2 separate regions of the Columba livia genome follow, and region 2 is linked to region 1. A link is a contact called in public Hi-C data. All regions are on one chromosome and are shown on one strand. The core of a region is the stretch at or near the end of the contact, and the rest is flanking DNA. Distances in the headings are between cores, read along the strand shown. Region 1 overlaps LOC135579345 (a long non-coding RNA gene). Region 2 overlaps KLF3 (KLF transcription factor 3).

Region 1 (6,173 bases), core at 2,754-5,253:
CAGTGTTACTCTCCTCCATGTCTGCCAGTCCTGCTCACACCAAAGGTGAAGCCGGAGACTTTCTGGGCACTGCTGGGTGCAGCTGGGCTCCCCTCGCCCTGGCCCTGCCCTTCTCTTCTCACATGTACCGCAGGGTGCAACAGCCCCCACGCTAGCTCGGGGTGTTTGATGCCCTGGGGTCCCTGCCCTACCTCTTGTCACTCACCAGTGCTGCACATATTCCTCTTGTTCTGTGTGAGAAAGTGTTAGCCTCAGGGCCCTTGGGGCTGGGTGTTTTTGTTGTTGCTTTGAGTTTTTTTTTTTTAGAAATACATAGATTTGGACAAAGCAAGTTAATTACCTTTTGCTGAAAATAAGCAGTGATTGCAGTGCAGAGGTAGCAGCAACATAAATCTGTGGTCATTTCATTTTAGGGTTCACTGTTGCAAGAACAGCTAAATATTTCAGCTTTCTAAAGGTAACGGTATGTTCAACCGTGCTCTGTTTAGACCATACAGTTTGCACATTTAATATACAGTCAAAAGTGAAAACTACAGTTTAAAGACTTCAGTGGCACGCAGATTGCTGCTTATTCATTTATCTTAGCACCACCACCTCCAACTCGGTCATATCTGTCAATGCTTCTGCTACTACGGTTCAGCTTCTCCCTCCTGGCTCTGTGCCACTGTGCTCTGCAGCCTGGCTGGCAGTTTGCACCCAGGGCAGGCAGGGCAGTTCAGGGCTTGGGGCGGTGCAGAGGGGCCAAGGGCCTTCCAACATCCATCTCCCTCGTGCCTCTGCCTTTGCAGAGCAGGGTGAGCCCCAACAGGGCCATTTAAACTCTTTCTTTATAGAGGGAGAAAAATGGGATGTCTTCTCTAAAGCTTTTGAAATCTGAAAGTGAAAAGCTCTATAGATGAGCAGAGAAATGGAATAATGCTTTCTAACTAGCTGTTTTCTAACAGAGAGCTGTAAGATTGCCAGGATTTTAATTTCAGACGATAAGTGGAAACAGTGAATTTTTTTTCTGGATAAGAGTCTACTAGATTGCCAAATTAAAACAACCAGTATTAAATTAGATTTCATAATATTGAGAGATTATGAGAACAATAAGGGTGCAACACAACAAAACCAGCTGATAACACTTCAACTTATACAAGAACATCTACTTTGCTCAGATCTTTTTCTCAATAAGAGGAAAAATATCACCAAAACAGACTTTTCCTGTTCACTACATAGATCATGAATTAATTTTCCAGTAAAAAAACAGCTCTAACACAACTCAAGTGCATCCTTTTTCTTAGCAGGCTCTGTGTTCTGGGCAATGGTGAGTTACCTGGGGAGGCACCACGTGTGCCTACGAGCTCACCGCTCAGCCAACAGCAGCTCCATTTCCCAGCAACCTCAAACAGGTTCTGCCGCTCAAACCTGGCTCAGAAGAGAACTGTGGGGTCAAGTACTGGCCTCACCCCTGGGAAGAAAATTCATCCACTGCTAAGGACATGTGACATGTTCTGTCTCAAAACTAGCAGGTGCAAATTAGGAAAAAGAGAAAGAAAAAAAAACAAAAAATAGTTTTTTCCAGGTCTCTTGCATGTTTTGTCTGTGAAAAGCACAGAGGTTGCTCTGCTGACAGGCTGGAAGCCACTAGTGTTGTGTAAGGTTGAGTGGACCTTGTGGGTTACTGGGCTGTCACTGAGTACGGACAGAAAATTGTTCTGTGGATAGAAGATGGGTTGGCCAGAGGCTTTTCTGAAAGTTTGTTCTGCAAAGAGCATCAGAAATGCTGCTGTGTTCAGATGATCTGCAACATGAAGAAACTAACTCTTCCCATAGCTAGAGGCTCTCGATGGTCTCAAAGGTCATAATCATGTAACATTGATTACGTTGTTAGTTATCAGGGCAGCTGTTTGTGACAAAAGACTGTGCTAAAATCAAAATATATCCCACAGTCTCCAAGTCTTAGTGTGGTAACAGGAGACTGGATAACCAGGATGAGCTCATCCTTCTCAGGTAAATCTAGTCCTTAACCTTCAGTCCTGCGCTTGCTGAGACCATACTTGGATGGAAACCAGAGGTAGTTTTGTGTGAGACAGCACCATTTAGCACCTTTAGAATTAACAATACTTTGTGTTTTTTAGCCAAGGTTCTTCTGGCCAGCACGCTTGCTAGTGGGTTGGAGGACTGAAAGAGAAACAGCCATGAGAATGTGTTTTTGGTGAGCAGGTCAGCAAAAGCCTCCAGGGTAACCAATGGGTTGTGGATGTCATAAGAGCACGCGTGTCTCACCTTCATTCAGTTCCGATTTTGCAGCTTCCTATCTGGACAGTTGAATACAATCTGAGCCCCAAAGGTCATCACATGTGTTATCGGGGATTAAAACTATTACCTCTCATTGTAAGTTTGGCCTCTCTAGATAAGGCAGGGGCGCAGCAACTGGCAATGGGCAGGTGCCCTCAGGAGGGTCTGCAAAGTCTGCGCTGAGAGCGAGATACTCTCTCATGTCTCTTGAGAGTGCTATAAACCTTTGTGTCTCTGATTTAAAGCAAAAATGACAGTTTTCTATGTTCCCACCAGGATGAAGTGAGCAAAGAGTACCAAACAAGGAAAGTAATGTACATTTGAAGCAGAACCGTTACATTTGCCTCTCTCAATTCAAATTGCTCCGTTCTGTAACTGTACCTATAGCCATAATCGTCTCTGTAGCCAAGGCCTGAATAATCCTTTAACAGCAATTAATATAATGGCATTGCAGAACTACCAAAATCAGGAATCACTACTTTAAATCACACCTGTATTGTTTTTTTCCTGGTGGTATCTTTCTTATTCTTTTCATCTAAGGGAAAGGTGGAAAGTCTTTTTTTTCTAAAATTTGCTTTATTACAAAAAATAAAACTAGCCCAGGTGAACTTTGAAGTACATGTAATTGAGTCTCATGTGATCAGAGGATCCAGTGTTGACAGGGACTCTCTTCTTGAAGTAAGTTAAGTGATGGTGTTCTCAGCCAGTGCTAGTGGAAAGCATGGTATTGTCTGCAAATAGCGTCATTCCACTTTTAATTTGTAATGCTGGTGAATAACTTCTAAGAAACAAACAGACCTAATTTTAGGTTAGTGCTTACAATACTGCAGTTTAGAACTATCAGCACAGTAAGGCAGAATTTAATACAAGAGAGTTCACTGAATATCATGCTGTATCTTAGTATAGAAGCTGGAAACCTTAGGTCAAGATCTAAGGTGGAAACCCTATTTAGCCTTAATGCTGCATGCTATTTAAAGACTTATTAAAACATTTTCCAGAGCTGCACTGGCCTAAGATATTACCTGAGAGCAGACCTGCAGCTGCCTGCTTGCAGCACATAAAGGAACTGTGTTTCTCCTAGCGGGGCATGTGGGCCTTTTTTTGTTTCACAGAGGTTGTGTTTTGCCGAATGCAGATAAAGGTAAATCATGTTTCTGTGATAGAGGCCACCCTCTGGTCCCATCTCTGCAGCCTACATTCACTGTAAATAGCCAGGTGCTGGTTCCCTGACCTGTTTTTCATCACAGTGGACTAATACTGCCAGAAGCCCCACTGCAGCAATGGTCTCCGGTGTCACTGCCCAGCACCACCAGCACTGCACAGCAGCTCTGCACGGAGCCATGAGACCCATGGCAGTGGGCGTGAGTGGCTGCAGGGCCTGCCCAAAGCCTCTGTCACACCTTCACCGCGGCTCAGGTATTGTCTGAACATGCCAGGCCAGCCGAACAAAGCCCCGGGAGGCAGGAGAAGAGGAGCACAGCTGCTCCTTTACCCCAAGGAATGCACTGGTGGAGCTGGCGAGGCTTTCCAGTACTGCTGCAGAAATAGTCTTTTGCTTCTCTGTCTCCATGGCCATAAAAGGAGGAGAGGAGTATTTTTCTACTTACCGTCAAAACTGTGGCTAGAAACAACTGAAGGATTTTGAGCCGCTGAGCCACAATGGTGGGTATTAGATAAGAGCATAAGGCAGAGATCACTCTGCTCATTTTCTGCATTCTCTGTCAATACTTGGTTTTAGACATTTTCAAAGTTGTTTTCATGAACCAAGACTTCTGTGATCATAATAATCACAGTACATACAAAGTTTTCATCAAAACCTTTTCTAACCAAAACTGATTTTGTAATAAAAGGAAACTCTTTTCTTCCCCAAATCATCCAAAAATCACTTATTGGACAAATCTCATGGATTCCACGTCCTTTTAAACTTGTTGGCAGAGAAACACCTTTCGACACAAATGTTCTGAAACAACATTGCCATCTAGTGGAGAATTTGATTCACCACTGATGTGAATTCCGTCATGCAGAAATAGGCACTTTGTGACTTGCACAAATGCAGAATTAGGAAGTGAAATATTCATTTTGAAAATCAATGCCTGGAGTTAACTGACAGCTTTAATTGAAGAGTAAAAGAGTCTTTGAGTCATATTGTAGACCAGTAATATTAAAACTATGCTAAATGCAGGAAATGAGTACAAAATTATCTAGATGAGTTTTAATTCCCTAGGATTTTCAGAAGGAAACATTGTTTGATGTTCACTCTGGCAAAGCAGCCAAATCTGTATCTGGAAAAGAGATAACAAAATTGCAATTACTTTCCATATACAAATGATGTAACAATTGGAGCCTGAATTTAATCAATTCAAATCAAACCCAAATCCTCATCTTTCAGGTTGGTGTAAATGGAAATCTGGAGGCAGACTCAGCAACGTGATTTCTTTTGGAAACTTCACAAGGACCCACCAGCTGTCTTTCACATGTTCATCCCCTTGCATGCGGGAGGTTTGATGCCTCTGGCCCCAACCGCTGTGCAGCACTTTCACGTGTGCGGGACAGAGTGGGACAGCGGTGGCAGGTCAGGGCTGCTGGTTACAGGGCTGGTGGTTACGGGGCTTTTGCTTCCTGCGCCCCCGCCCTGCCCTTTTTACAGTTTCTCTCCGATGCTCTGTCTGTTAATTGGTTTCTCTAACACGTCCCACCAGCTGCCTCCCCTGCCCTGCCTTTGGCACGACAGCAGCACTCCAGCGGGGTCTCCACAGCAAAGCACAGTCCTAGGAGCGTGCAGGACCCTCTCAAAGTTGTCTGGTCTCATCTATGTCATCCCTGTCTTTCCATACTTTTTTCCTCAATTGCCACATTTACTTCAGCATTGTAGCTGAAGCCAGTTTGCAGTTCTGTACTTGGCTAGCTCATCAGTCCCCTGTGGCCTAAACCCCTCTGATTTAGGCAAAAGTTAACTGTCGGGAAAACACACCGTTCTCCAGAGACACTAACTTCATACAGCACTCAAATGCCAAACTAGGAAGTTTATAGAAGAATCAAGGTCAATGAAGGCTTTTTAACCCACCTGTGGTTAGGGCCACCTGTAGAAGGTGTCTGCCTGGAGCAACACGCACGTGGGAAGGGCCACACCAAGAATTAGGTTCAGCTCCTCTGCTCTCCTGATTTTACTGTACAACACCTGGTGTCATTTAGGAAAACTACATCTCATAGAAGTTGATATCCGGAGGAGACAGAAGCTTTCTGCACAGCACAGCACTCAGCAGCTTGCACAATACTGAACAACAGCATTACAGCACCTCCTTCGCTTAGGGTCACAATCGCTGCTTTGCTTTGGAGATTAGAGGCTTAGGTCTTAAACTTCAAGGGTAATAAACACATTAAAAAAGTAACTCAGCAACAACAAAGGAACTCCTCCTCCAGAGGCAGTTTGTTATCTGAGGTAGGAATAATAAGGGTACCATCCTGTTCCTGTTGGAATAGTTGATTAAATTCCCTCCTGGGGATAAATTTAGGTCCTTTAATTTCAGGCACTAAAGGAAAAGTAAAATGAAAGAATAATGACAAAAAAGTTTACATCTCTGCCAAAAGTTTTGTGGGTTTTCTTGTTGAAATCAAATTTATCCCCTTCCTGATAAGACACAGCAGGGTAATACTTCACAATGTTGGTGTTCCTTCCCTTACTCAGGAGTGTCCAACTCATTTTCACCGGGGGACACATCAGCCTCACGATTGCCTTCAAAGAGCCAAATGTCATTTTAGGACTGTATAAATAAAATTACATTTGGCCCTTTGAAGGCAACTGAGAGGCTGATGTGGCCCCCGGTGTAAATGAGTTGACACCTCTGCCTTACATAGACAGAATGTGCAAGATCTGAGAGACAGAAAGACCTTAA
Region 2 (6,653 bases), core at 2,840-5,339, 150 kb before region 1:
CCATCAGGAGTGTGGGCTGCAGAGATCGTATTTGCAGTGCAGTGTCTGAGGAGTACTTGGATGTCCTCTCTGCTCTGGGGGTGGGAGCACCCGCAGAGGTAATGGGGCAGGTCATTAGAGGCAATAAATTAATAAACTACAGAAAGGGTTTTCCTAGAATGTGAATTTGATTGCTCTAAGAGGAAAATATAGCTTCACAGCCTTTCTTAAGCTAGTCCAATTTAAAGGTGGAATTTAAAGGTAAAAAAACTGCAGGGTCATCACTAAGGCTAATATATTTTAAAAGTCTTACCACTGAAACAGGCTCCATGACTTCTTGCTTGATAGGGACTGGGTCAAACATTAGCATCTTCTTTATTCACCTGTTCTGATGCCTCCGTTGTCCTGGCCTGCAGGGGAAAGACACAATGTGAGAAAGCTGCAGGAATCCCCCATCAACTTTCTGAATCGTAGAGGACATGCTATTTCATCAGATTATTGTGAATATTTATCCATTTCTAGCACAGCTTCTTAAACATTTGACTGGGCTTTGTTTAAATATTTCAGTTATTTTAAGTTTATTATTTCCCAATTGCTAGTGAAACAAAGGGACATCTGCTCACTTTAATGAAAGTTAATTTGAATATTTATTGTGCATGTCAGGATACCACGATCACAGAATTGCCACTTCCATTAGCTGTCAGTGCGTAAACACATCACCCTTTAGACTAGGCATTTCTCATCGGCATTTTACTCCAGAATAATCTTATTTATATTATACAAGTGAACTGATTCTGGGGAGGTCATCTCTTTTCTAGGAGTCCTGATAGAAAAGTAGAAACTTTCAAGTATAGTGACATTGAAATCAATGCAAAAGAAAGACTAAAATCCAAGACTACTTTGGAGAGGTATATTCAACACGTTGCCATGTCCCAACATAAAAAATACCTCAGTTACTTCCCTGAGTTAATAGATTTACTGACAATTCAACAACAATTTGTTTTAACTGTGCAAAAAAAAAACCACTTCAAAAATCTGGCTGTGTGCCATACAGATTCAGTTGTTTTACTCTACAGAGAGTTCAACCTCATTTGTCCAGTCCTAGCTTATCTAAAAAGCACGTTGTGACCATGCACTGTACGGTTCACAGCCCTGCCTGGCAGTGGTATGACCTCCTATAGAGATGTGAGGACAAAAAAATTACATAAATGCAGTTTTGGCCAGTAGATGGCACTGGAAATAAACGAATCCAGCCAGAAACGTGGCCCAGCAACTGCACCCTGTGGAAGTAGGGCAAAGGCTCAACAACAGATTTGTAGTTGTGGCCAGAACATTCTCCCAGAAATTTAAATGAAAACTTTAAGACATACCTGCTCAAAGAAAGACAATTCTAATAAGCATACACTAGTGAACGCTAATGAACCATCGCGCATGTTTACAGACAAAAACTTGTTAAGAGCTTCCAGAAATAGGTAGTGTGATTTGTTACTAGTCTATCATTAATTATTCAAGTATATTAATAAAGATTTATGGAAATACATTACAACAGTGTACATTTTGAATAATGACATGTAAACAAGTATGAGGTGAAGTATCTTCATAATAATTCTTACAAAAGTCAAAGGCCTGACAAAACCAAATCGCAAAAAAAAAATTAAACAGAGCAGCTCAATGTAATTTCCAGTTTAAACTTGACATGTAGCTTTATTTTAGAAGCTGTTGTGTAAGATCATACTATTTCCTAAAAGTTGCGATAATTTTGTAAATACTTTAAGCATGTTTGTGAGAAGGTTTTAATTATACTATTTTTCTTTGAATGGTTCTCTTTGGCAGGTTTTTACCATTTCACATAGCTAAAACTAATGTTTCAGAAGACTATCTTCCGAGAAATATATCTAGATATCTATGCATTAAATATATATGTATATAGATGTATATATATGTATCTATGCATCTCACACATGTTCCTACACATATCCATGCATTGTGAAAAAAGAAAAAAAACTTATGCTTTTAGACATAAAAAATGTTTACAGTAAAATGTAGCCTCTCAGACCTCACATATAAGAACTTGGAAATACTTTCTTTTAGGTTTCCAGAAACTTTCAATTTTAGTTTGTAAGTGCACAGATAAAGTGACACATCAATTTGTACTTTAGTGAAGAAAGAGAGAGGAGAAAGGAGAGAGCAGAGAAGAGAGAGGAGAAGAGAGGTTTGTCCTAAGTAAGCAGTCATGCTCCCAGGTTATTCTTTTTGTCATTTTTATTGTTTTAAAATTGGATTTTCTTTGGTTTAAGAGTTACTTTGGTTTAAGACTCCTTTTCACTTTTTGCTCCAAGAAAGTGTGTCAAAGACATTTAATACACATTTCACGTCATGCTACACATTTGAGTGTTTCTTGTTAATTTGTATCCTGTGCTGAATAAAAGTGAAAAGTAATTCTCAGTCTTTCTCAGGTGCAGTCATCTAAGAACAGCAGGGGCAAACATTGCTTTTATTGCTGCATCATAGCAGAGAAATTGAGCTCTTCTTCATCATGTTAGTCTTAAGTGGTACGTTCCTTTTCCCCATTTGATAATGAATGAAAACCATTTTTCAAGAATTAATACATAACTCTTGGTCCTGTCCGTCCAGATCAGAGGGTCAAATACTTATTTGGTGGAAACTAACAGAGTTGCTAGAGAGTCAATATAACCAGCTTTGGGTCTGGTATAAAAATTTAGCTCAGTAGGAGACTTTCCTGAGGCTGCAAATAAACTCACAAAACAACTATTTTTGTATTTAAAAACAATGCTCCAAATTGATTGCTTGCACCACATTCACAAGCAAATACATGCATGTACAGTCAAACAAATAAAGCATGCTACTGCTACTAAAAAGTCAGTAGTTTTTCCTAATCTGTTTGTAAAATCATGCCTACTAACTCAAAAAAACCCAATCTCTCTCTCCTAAACATTTGAGAAGGGGGTGATAGGGAAGGTAAACAGTCTTATCTGTTTCTATTACAAAGGAATGAAAAAACAGTTGGGTTCTACTTTATACATGGATTTCATAATGTACTCGTCTGAAAGCCCACAAATTGTTTAGTAAATACAACTAATTTCTGGAAAATCAAAATACTGTCTTATTCCTGAAGTGCCCTGGAAAAAACAGTGAGGAGATAATATATTCATATCAAGCATATTAAAAAAGGGCCTTTGTCTTTCACATTACTAGATAAACTATTTTGCATTAAAGGTTTTTTTTCATGTGAGTTGAAAGACTTTAGAATGCATGTAATCTGAAACTAAATAATTAACTACAATCCAGTAGGCAAACATTCCACCCTCTCTCTTTTTTTTTTTCTCTCCCTCTCTTTTTCTGCTAACAAGCCACCCAGTTTTACTTTCTTGCCTCCTCCCATCCACTCCACCCTGTGGATCTCTGCCAAGTCAGTCCAACTTGTCCAAACAGGACACGGCTTTTGATAAGATTTTGCTCACACCCTGTACTTCAGAAAGACAAATGAAGCAATTGGTATTTGTATGCAAATAAGGACAGGTGCAAGGTAAAGTCCAGGCAAAGTCCCTCAGTGTTTTCCTATCTGAAGTCCAGTGAAGACAGCAAGCCAGAAAAAGCACAAACTCTGCCCTTATGATCCAATATGCAGTGAGGTATCCCTTCCAGAAGGAAGCTCATCATCAGTAGCGCTCATCGCCTTGTTAGGATTGAAGACTTCTTGATATTAACTTCCTGACAGGTATGGCTTACTGTTTCAGAGACATAATTAAGAGTAAATGAAAGCCTAAGGTACTTAACATGTATTCTGACAATAAGGGCTTGTACAGATTATTTATCCTGGATGAAACAGGCAAAGCGGTTAAAGAATGCACCCAGGCTACACATCTGCACTGCAGAGCAGCTGGAGAAGAGCAACTGCATTGCAGCTACTCCCAGCAGCTCTGTGCACCCACCTTCAGAGCCCACCAACTCCGCAGACTTGGTAGGAAAGGCTGGGGTGCAGGGCCAGTTGTGACTGTGCACATCCAACAGCTACAACGCCTCCCTCTAACATGAAGCCTTTGCTCCCTTTAAATACCTGGAAGAGCAGTCAGTGACCTGCCTCTTGGTGCGGACACGGGGGTGGTGAGCATCAATTCTGTCTCTCTTCACCCTGCATGAAAGCGTGCACAGAGTTTGCTTTCCCGGTCTTTGTGCCTGGGGGAAGCAAGAAATGCTGCCCCGTGGTACAGTGAGGCTTTGTCTAGAAGCTTCAACGTATGACTGTTATTGTTGGTGTAATTACAGAATAATATATAAGCACTGCACGAGCACTCTCTGCAAAGACACTGCAGCTCTTGCAGCACTGTTGGTATCATCTAGGAGCCAACATCAGCCATGTGGCCAAAGCTCTTCACTCCAAGCCCTTTGGGACTTGGGCGCTTGCTCTAAAACTCTAACTTCTCTGAGCCTCCAGTCAAGCTTCCCCTGATACTAAGGAGAAGTGATAATATCAAAAGACTCTCTACTGATGAAATTCAAAAGGTGGGGAGGTTATCTGAACCTGGGTGAGAAGTCTTCTTGAAAGAGTCTGACAAAGAAAACTCAGTTTCTGAGAGCAGAATTCCCTGGAAAAAAGTACGAAAAGCTGTTTTCCAGGGCTAGTAACAAGATGCATCTGCACTTAACTACACCAGTTGCTCATCGAGACCTGAGTCAGCAAAAAAAGAAGAGTGTTTCTAAATGTCTATTAACTTTAATGGGAAGTCAGCAAACGCTTCACTGCACTGGGCCCCAAAATAGCAGCAGGCAAAGAAACTCCAGCCCAGCAGTGAGACTGGGTCAGAGCCAGCAGGAGCAGGGGAAGGAGCAGCAGCCCAGACACTGTGCTGGGGGAAGGGACCAGAGCAGCCGGCCAGTGAAAAACAGAGCGGGGGGAATCATGAAGAACTACTACCGCAAGATGTTCCACTGATTGGCAGCCTTCTGTGTCTGTTTATTCAATGGGTTCGCACTGAGAAATGGTAATAATGGTTGAAAAAGCTAGGATATCATGCAAAAAGAAATGGTACCTGGGCAAAAAAAAAATTCTGCTTCAAGTTTTACTTGATAGGCATGAAAAAAAGAATATTTCTATAGGATTCTGCTATTTAGTATTTTAAACTATTTTTGCCTTTCATTCACTTGCAATCCTTCCTCCTTTCATAACTGCAAGCAGGCTGAAAAACGCAGGTTTTTTTGCACAACTTGTGCATCCTAACTTTACCAATGTCACTCTGTTTGACCTAGAACTGCTCTGACGAAATCATTTATCAGCTGTGTAGCAGACCAATCAGTATTTCCATTAAATTTATGATAATACTGTTGCAGGCTCTTTGAAGCCGCGTGCCTGGAAATGGCTTTCTTGTATGCAAAAAAATTTGGGCAAAAAAGTTATTGCAGTACTCATTAAAAAACCATCTCCTTTACCAAGGAAAAACGGAGCCCATGTAAACCCTGTTCAACCTTCCGTTCTACATTCACTGAACCTAAGGGAGGAAGAAAGAAAAGCTCTTGAGGCACCTCCATTAGACAATATTCTCCCTTATCAGTGCAGGCTGCTGTCTGGTTTCCTGTCTCAAGCTACTTCTTAGAAGGAGAAACAGTCTAGTAAGGATAAAAGATCAGACTTTTGAAAACAAGTGAAGTATATGGAATAGTATGATAATCTTTCCCTTCCAAGCTGAACTTTGGTTTTTTGTTGTGTTTTTCTTAAGAGGTTAATTTTTAAGAAAATTAGAAAGGAGAAATAGAAATCCTGTATTTTTATTGTGAGGGAAGAATGACAGATAATACTGTTCTCTTACATAAAGGGTTCTGCTCTTTCATGTAACATATGAAACAGAGATTCCACATTTTTGATAGTATGGGGAAGAAGAAAAAAAATCTTATCCTAAAGGAAGGAACTGTACATTTATGAATAATAGCCTAAAATATTCATTTGAATGAGGATTTAAATACAGGGCAAATGTCAATGAACTTCTATGTACCTACAGAAGTGGGAAAAAAAGGCAAAAACCCACAAAACCCAAAAACAACAGGGAGAAGAGCTGGACAATGTAGTGGGTACTGATGAGACAGTGATCACAGTAGCTCAGACTCCTTAGCAGTGGAAAGTCTGTTGTGCCTTCATGGATCAAGTTAGTTTGTTGGTAACACACACTGACTGCATGACACGCAGACCATGCGTAGTTTTCTTTTTTCCATCCTGACTTAGTTTACTATTAAAAACCTGTTAAGAGCTTTATCTTTCCATTTGGCTGATCTACATTTACACTTCCTTCCCATGGGAGATATCAACTCTGGTTACAAAACCCTCAAAGGAAGCGTCAGCATCAAGTGGATGCTTAACAGGGAAGGGTTAAATCTCTCCTAAAACCAGCTCTGCCAAACTTCATATTCTGGATTGGAAGCAACCAGCCTTAGAATGAAAACACAAAGCTTCAATGCTGACAGCATAAAAGAACTCTAAAAGACCTCCTGTTAGCGGCGTGAATTAATATTAAAAAGTTGGTTTACAAAACTATTATAATTTTAATCTCAGTCCTTGATTTTTTAGAACTTCTGGCTACAAAAAGGTGTCAACCACAAAATTTACTGTATTTATTACACACCATTTTCCAATATTAAATGCAGTTATTTGCAGAACTTTTCCC

Evidence for each region. Hi-C and Micro-C count contacts between places; a contact is called where the count stands out from the background.
Region 2: a contact with region 1 is called in a Hi-C map of liver, with 6 times the contacts expected there. The contact joins two enhancer-like sites. A contact is called at or near these places in 2 of 2 Hi-C or Micro-C datasets (crop and liver).

Annotation. Positions count from the first base shown.
Region 1 is chr4:24,177,026-24,183,198 of bColLiv1.pat.W.v2, reverse strand. All of the region lies in intron 2 of LOC135579345 (a long non-coding RNA gene), which reads left to right. Among named protein-coding and RNA genes, the nearest start is that of TBC1D1, 120 kb to the right of the region's middle. Within about 2 kb of position 4,003, at least 1 of the 3 cell types and tissues checked has an H3K27ac peak away from gene starts, as active enhancers do.
Region 2 is chr4:24,327,792-24,334,444 of bColLiv1.pat.W.v2, reverse strand. It overlaps KLF3 (KLF transcription factor 3), which reads right to left. Exons shown (of 7, transcript XM_065062642.1): 3 at 293-389. The coding sequence starts at 349. Among named protein-coding and RNA genes, the nearest start is that of KLF3, 7.8 kb to the right of the region's middle. Within about 2 kb of position 4,089, at least 1 of the 3 cell types and tissues checked has an H3K27ac peak away from gene starts, as active enhancers do.